Linked DNA regions of Sus scrofa: regions 2 and 3 are each linked to region 1. The links are chromatin contacts, called in public Hi-C and HiChIP or PLAC-seq maps. All regions are on one chromosome and are shown on one strand. The core of a region is the stretch at or near the end of the contact, and the rest is flanking DNA. Distances in the headings are between cores, read along the strand shown.

What was found. A called contact is a pair of places that touch in the nucleus more often than the background predicts. HiChIP or PLAC-seq counts read pairs in DNA pulled down with a chosen protein or histone mark.
Region 2: a Hi-C map of liver shows a contact between it and region 1, with 5 times the contacts expected there. The contact joins two enhancer-like sites. A contact is called at or near these places in 18 of 47 Hi-C or Micro-C datasets (adipocytes, embryonic fibroblasts, fetal liver and 9 more) and 1 of 2 datasets of contacts at active chromatin or transcription factors (skeletal muscle).
Region 3: a contact with region 1 is called in an H3K27ac HiChIP or PLAC-seq map of skeletal muscle. The contact joins the promoter of FUBP1 here to the enhancer-like site in region 1. A contact is called at or near these places in 2 of 5 promoter capture datasets (fetal liver and liver), 16 of 47 Hi-C or Micro-C datasets (adipocytes, brain, embryonic fibroblasts and 8 more) and 2 of 2 datasets of contacts at active chromatin or transcription factors (alveolar macrophages and skeletal muscle).

The regions. Positions count from the first base shown.
Region 1 is chr6:135,161,003-135,164,599 of Sscrofa11.1, reverse strand. All of the region lies in intron 3 of GIPC2 (PDZ domain-containing protein GIPC2), which reads left to right. Among named protein-coding and RNA genes, the nearest start is that of GIPC2, 55 kb to the left of the region's middle. Within about 2 kb of position 1,744, at least 37 of the 83 cell types and tissues checked have an H3K27ac peak or open chromatin away from gene starts, as enhancers often do. A contact at or near this core is called in alveolar macrophages, fetal liver, fetal skeletal muscle and 6 more, where this site is marked.
Region 2 is chr6:135,253,781-135,257,032 of Sscrofa11.1, reverse strand. All of the region lies in intron 1 of DNAJB4 (dnaJ homolog subfamily B member 4), which reads left to right. Among named protein-coding and RNA genes, the nearest start is that of DNAJB4, 26 kb to the left of the region's middle. Within about 2 kb of position 1,597, at least 67 of the 83 cell types and tissues checked have an H3K27ac peak or open chromatin away from gene starts, as enhancers often do. A contact at or near this core is called in fetal liver, fetal skeletal muscle, liver and 4 more, where this site is marked.
Region 3 is chr6:135,279,703-135,282,924 of Sscrofa11.1, reverse strand. FUBP1 (far upstream element-binding protein 1) reads right to left here and starts at 1,451. Exons shown (of 20, transcript XM_021096436.1): 1 at 1,150-1,451. The coding sequence starts at 1,269. DNAJB4 (dnaJ homolog subfamily B member 4) reads left to right here and starts at 1,549. Exons shown (of 3, transcript XM_021096446.1): 1 at 1,549-1,881.

The sequences.
Region 1 (3,597 bases), core at 495-2,994:
TTAAGGAGCAGTTGCATAGAAAAGAGAGAATAAAAAGGAGACCTTTGTATTTAAAGTGGTGATTTTCTGCCATTTGAAGGGAGACTTTTGCATGTTTCTCAGTCTCAGAGAAAACCAGGGCAGATGGTTGCGATGAGGAGTATGTGGGAAGAGCAGGTTGCTCTCGCTCCAGGGTGGACCAGTTCAGCGGAAGCAGCAGCTGCCCCTGTGTGTGAGCCCAACCCCTGGACGAAGCACCTTTCCTCTGGCAGCCCTTTGAATGTGTAAGACCACGCCCTATGGAGGCGATATTCTTGTTGTACAGAGACGGCCTTATTCCTCCAGTCCTTACAATTTGTAAATGGAGAAGCTGTGTTTTAACTCAGGTTCTGATTCTAAAGTCCCTCTCTTGTCCTCTTGTATCCAGCTCTCGGACATGGCTGTGTCCACGTGTGCCCCCTTGATGATGGGTACGCCAGGCCATCTCGGGCCCCATGGGAGCAGAGTCAGACCTTGTTCTGAGCAGAGGCAGAATGCCCAGCCTCCCCACTGTCCCCCTGTTAGTTGGGGATCGAAGCTACGTTGCCTGCGCTCCACCTAAAGATGGGGCCTTGGCTGGTATCGGTCCTCTTTCCCTGGGGCGCAGGGTGGGACTGGAGGCTGATGCCCTGCTGCCATCTTCATTTCCCCTTGTCTCTACTGACCTTCACCATGAAGCAGGGACTGGGGGTTGGTCTGTTTCTTGAAAATGCCAATTAGAATAGGGTATAAATGGAATTCCCGTTGTGGCTCAGCAGTCATGCACCTGACTAGTATCCATGAGGATGCAGGTTCCATCCCTGGCCTTGCTCAGTGGTTAAAGATCCGGCATTGCCATGAGCTGTGGTGGAGGTTGCAAGATGCGGCTTGGATCATCTGTGGCTGTGGCTGTGGCTGGCATCTGCTGCTCTGACTCGACCCCTAGCCTGGGAACTACCATATGCTGCAGGTGCGGCCCTAGAAAGACCAAAAAATAAAATAAAATAATAAAATAAAAAGGGTATTAGGAGATGCCCCTGTGGCACACTGGGTTAACGATTTGGTGTTGTTTCTGTGGTGGCTTGGGTTGCTGCTGAGGCGCAGGTTCCATCCCTAGCACTGCCACAGCTGCAACTCGGTTTTGATTCCTGGCCTGGGAACTTCCACATGCTGCTGACATGGCTGAAAAAGAAAGGAAGAAAAGTGCGGGGCGGTATTAAAGAATGATAGAGGTGTATATAAACATTTTGTTTTAAAATACGTATACATTGTTTTAAGACTCTTTGGATGTAAAAGGCTCTTTGGGTAGAAGACACAAACTGGAGTTCTACAAAGTTTTTCTTTCTTTTTTTTTTTTTGTAATCAGAACTTTAATGCATATCTATGGGTTCTGTTTCCTAGCTAAAAGCCAGATTTGAGAAATGCTGGATGTTTAAAGATTTTTCCTAATCTTCCAGCATTATCATGTCCACGCCCCCCTGCTTTTTTTTTTGTTGTTGTTGCAACTCACCCTTATGGAGTCTTTCCAAAGCAGTTAACCTAGTTTTCCTAGCAATAATAACTCCTGTTTCACACTTGTTTCATCAGCTCACGTACTTTTAAATTAAATTATGTAATTAGAGTAACAGATAAAATTGCCACAAAAGGGTTTGGGAACAAATGTGACTGCTTCTTGGTGACGTCTGAGCCAGCTGTGGGAGTGTCCTGTGTCCTGAGGACACAGCAGGGGGGGCCCTGAGTCTACTGAGCCCAGCAAGCTCAGGCCAGTTACCAGTGCCTACCGTGTGAACCATATCCCTCTCATCATTCAGCCCCAGGAGAAGCCTCATGCCAATCCATTCATGAGAAGTGACTGATTTAGGGTTTGGCCTGGTTGGTTAGACAAGCTTTGACAGGCCAGCACCCTAAAAGAAGGCCAGATTCAAAACATTTCAAAACATTGAAAACACACAGAACTTTTTTTCCCCCTGTGGGAAAACAGGACCATCCTGCCTGTTTTCATGTACAAACAGGTTGATTTACTTCCCTGAATCAGGATCGTAGAGAAACATGGCTTCTGCTTCTTCCGCCATTGAAAACTGCCTTTCTTAGAAGCTGGGCCAAGCCAGAACTTAAATTTTAACTTCTGTTCTGGTGCCACCAAGTGGTTAGTTTTGAGATAACACTCTGGAGGAGATGACAAACACATGATTAAAAAACAAACACACAATCAGGGAGTTCCCATTGTGGCGCAGTGGAAACAAGCCTGACTGGTATCCATGAGGACACAGGTTCAATGCCTGGCCTCGATCAGTGGGTTAAGGATCCGGCATTGCCGTGAGCTGTGGTGTAGCTCGCAGAAGCAGATCAGATCCCCTATGGCTATGGCTGTGGTGTAGGCCAGCAGCTGTAGCTCCGATTTGACCACTAGCCTGGGAATTTCCATATGCTGCAAGGGTACAGCCCTGAAAAAGCAAGAACAAAATAAAATCGGGGGATTGGCAGAGCACAGAGAATTTTTAGGGCAACAAAATTACTCTGAAGGATATATGTCATTTTCCAAACCCATCCTGTAAACTATGGACTTTAGGGGATAATGATGTTCCTTGCCTTGCAGGTTCATTGATGATAGTGAAAGTACCTCAGTGGTGGGGGTTTTGATGATGGGGCAGCTAATGCAGATGTGGGGGCAGGAGGTGTGTAGATCTCTGTCTTAATTTTGCTGTGAACTTATAACCGCTTTAAAAAATAAAGCCTATTTTGGAGTTCCTGTCATGGCTCAGTGGTTAACGAATCTGACTAGGAACCCTGAGGTTGTGGGTTCGATCTCTGGCCTTGCTCAGGGGGTTAAGGATCTGGTGTTGCCGTGAGCTGTGGTGTAGGTCGCAGACATGGCTCGGATCCCATGTTGCTGTGGCTCTGGTATAGGCCAGTGGCTACAGCTCCGATTGGACCCCTAGCCTGGGAACCTCCATATGCCATGGGAGTGGCCCTAAAAAAGGCAAAAAGACAAAATAAATAAATAAATAAATAAAATAAAGCCTATCTTAAAACATCTTCCACTCCACATTACATTTTCCCTTTTAGCTACTGGTGTTGCAGGTCAGGGCCAGGTAAGTAGTGACATCATCTAGGGAAGCTGGCCAACTTCTCAAGCCTGGACAGCAACCCCTCCGTGAAGTCCCCATGTTTCAGTGTCTGGGGTCCTGAGCTTCGTATGTCCCAGAAACCCTTTATATTTCTTCAGTGTATCCAGACATTTGCAATTTCCCAGGGGCATGTCACGCTTACCAAACTGACAAAAGATTTGGCAATAAGTTAGAATGCCAGCGTGTTATCTACCACAAGAAATGTGTAGGTAGTGGCCGAAAAGTTGAGCACTTCCTTTCTCACCCTGTAGGACATTTTTTATTTTTATTGTTTAAAGATTTTTATTGTTTCTATTATAGCTGAATGTAGGACATTTAGATGGGAAGACAAATTGTAGGTTGCTTGGTGCAATCGCAGGGGGTGGGGGGTGTTGTAGAGAGAGTAAGGGGTGTCAGACTATTTATCTCAAAGGTTAGTATCAGGAAGCTGAGGCTGCCTTTTTTTTTTTTTTTTTGGCTGTACCCTTAGCAT
Region 2 (3,252 bases), core at 348-2,847, 93 kb before region 1:
TTTTTCAATTTGAAAGTTTATCTTTTGACATTGAGTATTCCTTGGTGGGACTAAAATTTTTGCTGAATAGCTGACAAACCTCTGTAACTTTTAAGTAGGCTGGATAGATATTATTTATTTTTATACCAAGGTGTTTTGAAAGTAGAGAGTTTTGAGAAAGAGCAAATCCTAGCTGTCAAAATGCACAAAAGTAAACATTATGAAAGAATTGCTGAATCACTAATGTAAAGCTGCTTGGTCTATAGAGTAGGTGTTCTCGAATCTTTAAAGATTAACCTGTGATCATTACCTTTCCACTATACTCTATATGTATATGTATGTTTACTTTTTCTGATAAATGTTCTTTTGTCTTTCAATTTTACAGACAAGATATTTATGTATAATGCTCTGTGCAGTTCTTTTGACATCTTAGTAATTCATCTTTCCAATATCATATTAGAATTGGGAACATTTCTGAAAAGATAATGAAACCAAATAGGAGATAAAAGATGAGTTACAGACATTGAAAATATTTCTTATAAATACCCAACATTTATATTTTAAAAAGCAGGCATCAAAAGAGTACATAAATGATATATGACATAAACTTTGTTATAAAAAAACAAATACAAAACGACAAAAATAACCATGAATAGTTACAGAAAAAAGGGATTAGAAGGAAATATACTAACATTTGGCAGGGTTTACCTAAAACGGTATGATAGGAAAGTTTTTATTTTATTCTTTTTTCTTTCTGTGTTTTCTAAAATCTTAATGAGTAATTATATTTATAATAAGGGAAAATGTGTTTTTCAAGGAAAAATATTTCTCATATTTCTGCCTCATAAATAGCATATCCAGATTTTAAACTGATCTGGTTAAGAGTTTTGACTGTCTGCAACCTGTCTTCTAGCTTTACTGAAGCAGCATAAAAATTCTTATGGTGACCCTAGGAATGGGGAGGGCAGATCTCATTCTGTTTTAGTTGAAGTAACTAAAATTAGGTATGAAGCTTTCACAAGCATTAGTTTGCCTGAACTATTAACTCTTGTATACTACAAAAAAACTAGTTAAGATCATCAGCTACAATCACATTTAAGTCCTTATTTAAAATTTTTGCTTTTGATATTTATAATCTATAGCCTTTTACGATGTGAAATTTCTGGCATTTTTGATTAGCAGACCCTAGGAAGTTTGAAAATGACACAAATTATCGACAGTTTTAAACCATATTTAGTATTGTCTGTCTTACATTTGAATAACTTGAAATTAAAATACCTAAAATAAGTTCAAGGTACTTTTATTGTATAGTAATTTTAACATTGTAATGTTAAGATGCTTAACAGCTGTAATGATTTTTTTGTTGCTTTGTCACCTAGAATGGAATAAATAAATGCTGAAATATTGGTGTCTTAATCCGCTTGGCTTCCTAAAAAGGAAATAAAAATGGTAGAGCCAGAAGGAAAATGAATAGTTAATCGTGGAGGAGGAGAAAACCTAGCCGAGTACTTTGACTAGAGGCAGCTGGGGAAGTGACGTCCGTAGCATTTGCTGTTCTAGAAAGTACAGAGACACGTAGTGAAAATGGGAGGATCTAGAAGGAGGCCGTCTCCCGTGTAGTGTATATTTATCTGTAAGTGAGCTGTTGGGGAAGGAATTAAATACGGAGACGCTGCCTGCTTGCCGCTTTAAGACAGCGAAGCTGAATTGCTGATTTGCTTTAACTTTTAAAATACCCAGCTGGGTTTCTTTTTCTTAGAATCATTGTATTGCTGAGACTGGGGACGCTGTTTTCTGTCACAAAGGGAAATCTAAGTTCATTTCAAGGCATTCGAAATGGGGAAAGACTATTATTGCATTTTGGGAATTGAAAAAGGAGCTTCAGATGAAGATATTAAAAAGGCTTACCGAAAACAAGCCCTCAGATTTCATCCGGACAAGAACAAATCTCCTCAGGCGGAGGAAAAATTTAAAGAGGTCGCAGAAGCTTATGAAGTATTGAGTGATCCTAAAAAGAGAGAAATATATGATCAGTTTGGGGAGGAAGGTAAGTATTCACTGTACATCTTTCTGCCTCCGGCGCTCTCGATCTCTCTCTCTCAGCCTTCTGTTATTAAATTCTCTGACATATCAAAAGTAGAAAGACAAATAATGGATAAAAACAAGATTTCACTTCTAATTATATGAATGAATGTTGCATAGCTATGAATGAAATGTGCTTGTTTGCCCTTTTTCAGATTTTGACATTTTGTGATATATATTGCCATTAGATTTATAATGTTAACATGGTTTATTTGAAAAGAAACCTTACATTCTCATACCCATTAAGAAATTGTGTCAAAAGTCTTATGCAACCTGTTTTGTTTTCTAATGAATATTCTGCCAGAACCAATAGAGATTCTTCCATCGTTTAGAATTTTAACATTGGCAGTTCAAATTCTGAATAGTTTATGTTTTATTCACGAAAACAAAAGAAGTTTTCTGCCTTTCTCATGGCAAAGCTAGTTTAGATTAAACAGGACAGAATCGTCTCTCTGAGAAGCAGAAGGCCCAGGCATTTAGCTGTAGTTGTTTTTGGCATTCTGCCTGGAGAGGAAAGAATTTTCCTGATGTCATAAAATACCAGAACAAGTTTTTAGCTTAATTGTAAACAGTAATTGTGTGCCAAGAAAATGAGATCTCAGAAATACAATTTTTGACCTAAAATGGCCACCTAGTTAGAACGATTATTGATTTACTTTTAGGTAACATTATTTCTTTTGAAATTTTACTATCTAAGTAGAGGAAAGCATGATAACTTCCTTTTCCTCTCTCTGCCACAATTTTTTTTTCTCGCATTGTGGGATCAGAACCTAATTGAATACAGTAAATGGGGAGTAATTTAAGATTATTCTTTTATCATTCTGCATTTTAAATTGTCCATCATCTCCATATAAATGTTAGCTATTAAGTAAGGCTATTTAAAATTGCTAATTAATAACAACCAAGGCATTTTAATTTCTCCATGTTCTCTTTTTGTATTCAGGACTAAGTCATGGTGAATTTTTCTCCCCAAATGTTCTTTTTAAAATTATTGTAGTTGTGAAAACTTTGTGATTTTTGGCTTCCTTTATTGCATTTAATGTTAAATTTTCCTTGTTAGAAATGTATCCTAAAATACAGTGAAGGAGTGTCACTGCTTATTTTGATTTAGAAAATTAAATTTAAATAAGCAGGGTGATGTGTAGAGGATTTTTTTCCCCCTCGTTTTGTTTTTCCCTTTTGATCTGAGTT
Region 3 (3,222 bases), core at 202-2,701, 120 kb before region 1:
TCTTTCTGTTGACTCTGGAATATTTTTGATTATAAACAAGCACAGGTACATTTTTATTAATATGTTCATACTATAAAAGTACGGGCAATTTGCTACATTACTACAGATTTTATGGATTTTGACTCAAACAATCCTTTAACCAACTGGAGGGTGAAAAGTAGGTTAAGGAAGTCAACTTCTAATGCAATGAAAATACACCACAAGATTAGTTTCTGATTACCATTAGTTTAACAGCCTACTCAAAAAGCGTCTAGCACCTAATGTGCATTGGGTCTTAACAAGATTCTTACTGTTGCTTAAACACCAAGTCCACACCAACAATATTCTAAAGTTACAATTATATTAAGGGAATTTAACGAAGGCAAAGTTCAAATTACATCCTGGAGCACAACATACTTTTTTTTAAAACAGCTTTCGCTTAGGAAAGAAGTGACTTCAGGGCAAATGTACGCACCTACGTAATACAAAGAGGTCTGCTCAGTTTACGACTCCGAACTGAGAGGTAGATTCAAATTGAAACTTCGGGTATAATGGGCCTGAAGCCATTTTGAGAAATAAGAGAGAAGGAACGGTAGAAGACAAGTCAATCCCGCCCTGAGGAGGGATTCCAACCCGGGATACCAGTGCTCTCATAATTCTTGTAGGTGTGAAAGCTTATGGCCACCGAAAGATTAATTGCGAGAGAGCTCGAATGGGCTGGAAAGTCTAAAAAATGCTTTAATGACAGATACCTTTCCTTACTATGGCTCCTGCGGACGGACCCTAGTCCTTTGCCAAACTCATTACCAGAAGCTTCCACACTATTGTGTAAAACTACGCGCGCTTTATCCCATGGAGGATGATGTTCACTCTGAGAAAAAGGAAATCTTAACTCCTTGGAGAAAAAAGCGTGAGTGCCGCAGAAGCGGGAGAAAAACCTAAAGCCATCTTCGCGTAGTTCGCGTCGGGGTTCCAAGTGGCTTAAACGCCGAGGACACAAAACCGAATTCCAGCCTCTCGTCGGCAACACCAACGTGGGGAAACGGGAGACTTCTCACAATTCAGAGCCCGGAAGGGCACTTCTCTCGCTCAGGCGCGAAGTAGCGGCCTACTCAGCCAGCGGCCAATTACCGTGAGCTATCGGGATCCCGCCGCGCGGTCCTGACTTACCTGCCGGGCTCGCTGCAGCGCATCTTTGAAAGCATCGTTAACTCCTCCACCGCCGCCGCCGCCGCCTCCACCACCAGCTGAGCCAGAGGAGGGTGGAGGTACTGTTGAATAATCTGCCATGCTTACACTACAGTGGCCGCTACCGCTTCTTCGTAGAGACCCCTCTGCCAACTGCTAAGAAAGAAAGAAAATGGCGGCCGTCGAGGCTGTATCACATTCTTGTGCGACCATCGTGCCGTAAAGGGGCGGAGACTGAAAGGAGAAAATCTCGCGGTGTTTTGAGGCTACGAGCTGGTATGGGGGTGGGGCTGGGGAGGGCGAAGGCAGCGAGATGTCGCGAGAATTGTCTTTAGGTTTCGCGAGAATGGGGGTCCTTTAGGCACCTCCTCTTTGTGTTCTTAGGTTGAAGTTGTGCGGTGGTCACACGGGGGCGGTGGGTAAGACTGGCAGTGCGGGCGCCAATGGTTCGAGTTTTGGAAAGCCCGAAGAAAAGGAGTAGTTTCTTATCAGTCGCCGGCTCAGGGAAGTAGTGTGGGTGGGTTTCCCTCCGAGGGTCGTGCAGTGTATCCACGGGGAAGGGATGACGTCGATAGGCGTAACGACAGCGCAACAGTGACTCTTGAGAGCGCTGCCTCCAGAAGTGCACCTGGGAGAATTGGGCGAGCTACGCGGCGCGATGATGCTCCGGAAGACGTCTGCCCGGCCTAGCGGGAACGCGGCGTGATTTTCAGGGTAGTAAAGTGTCCCTGTATTTTACTTGTAGATTGTCAGATTTCTTAGTTTTATCACAAGAGGGGATGAATTCAGGGTGGGGGCCTTAGTTCTGGAGCTTATTTCGAAGGTTTTGTGCAAATAATGTGAGTGAGGCTCTGAGGTTATGATTGCCTTTTTCTTTACCTTACCGTGATTGTTCCTAAAACTCAGTTTTAAACAGGTTTTGTAACCTAGTGTGTGTGTACGTATCCCTGGCCACTTTTACTGAGCTCCTTGAAGTTGAGAACAGCATCCATTTCCTGACCAAAATTGACCATATGGCTTCTTAGAAATAGTTTTCCCCAGCTGCAGCCTGTGAGATTTCAAATATAATGTGTTGTATTGCCGTCCCAGGGCTAGATGATGATGACGATTGTTATTATTTGTATTTTCTGTTATCTACTTCAGTTACTGGGTAATTTCCGACGTTCCTTCAGACCTTCAGCTCATGTCGTAGCATATAATTTAATGGTAGTAGTTTCAGACTCATTAGGATGCTTTAGGAGTCGATCGCAGTGATTTTTTACCCCTAAATTCTTTCCTTTGAGGGGACAAAGAATGAGGTAAAGTGAACTTTACCAAGTAAAGTGTTTTGGGTTTTGTGAATTAGGTTTCAAAGTGTACTTGTCCCATTGCTGGTGATGAGTAGAGAGAACTGTGTGCTGCAGTCTTCTTGATACTTAAAATTACTGGGTTCACTTGCTCAAGGACTAAAATAAGTCAGATAACCAAGCAGTTACATGCACAGAGATACACGTGGGGCATCATTTCCCTCTAATGAGCTTTTCTTACCATCCTATCCATTTATAGCTCTGATTATCTTTTTAATTGTGCATAGCCATCTATTTAGATTTGGGGGAAATTTGTATTTGGGAAAGCAGTGAATTTATTGGACTACAGATTTAAGCATAACTGGTAAAAAAAAAAAAACCAACTAAAAGCAGCATTGGGTGGTATTACTAAATAGTATTTTTTCAATTGTTTTAGTCTGCCCAATAAATGACATTTATTAATTGGTAATTGATTTTTTCATATTTTACTAATTAGACTTATATACAAATGTCTTAATCAACATAGTGTTAACCAGAGAGATAAACTTTAGTTCGTGTATACCACAGTTTTAGTTGTCTCTAAATATTAAAACTAAGTAAAGACCTCCATTTCTAGTTTTTGGTAGATTCTTCTGGAAGTATAGGTATTCTAGGATGGGAACAATTTAGAATCAGTCTAGAGCAGGATTTCTCAGCCTCAGCACTATTGACATTTTTTGGCCAGATAATTCTTGTTTTGTACTACTACCGTGCATTGTAGTGAAGTAGC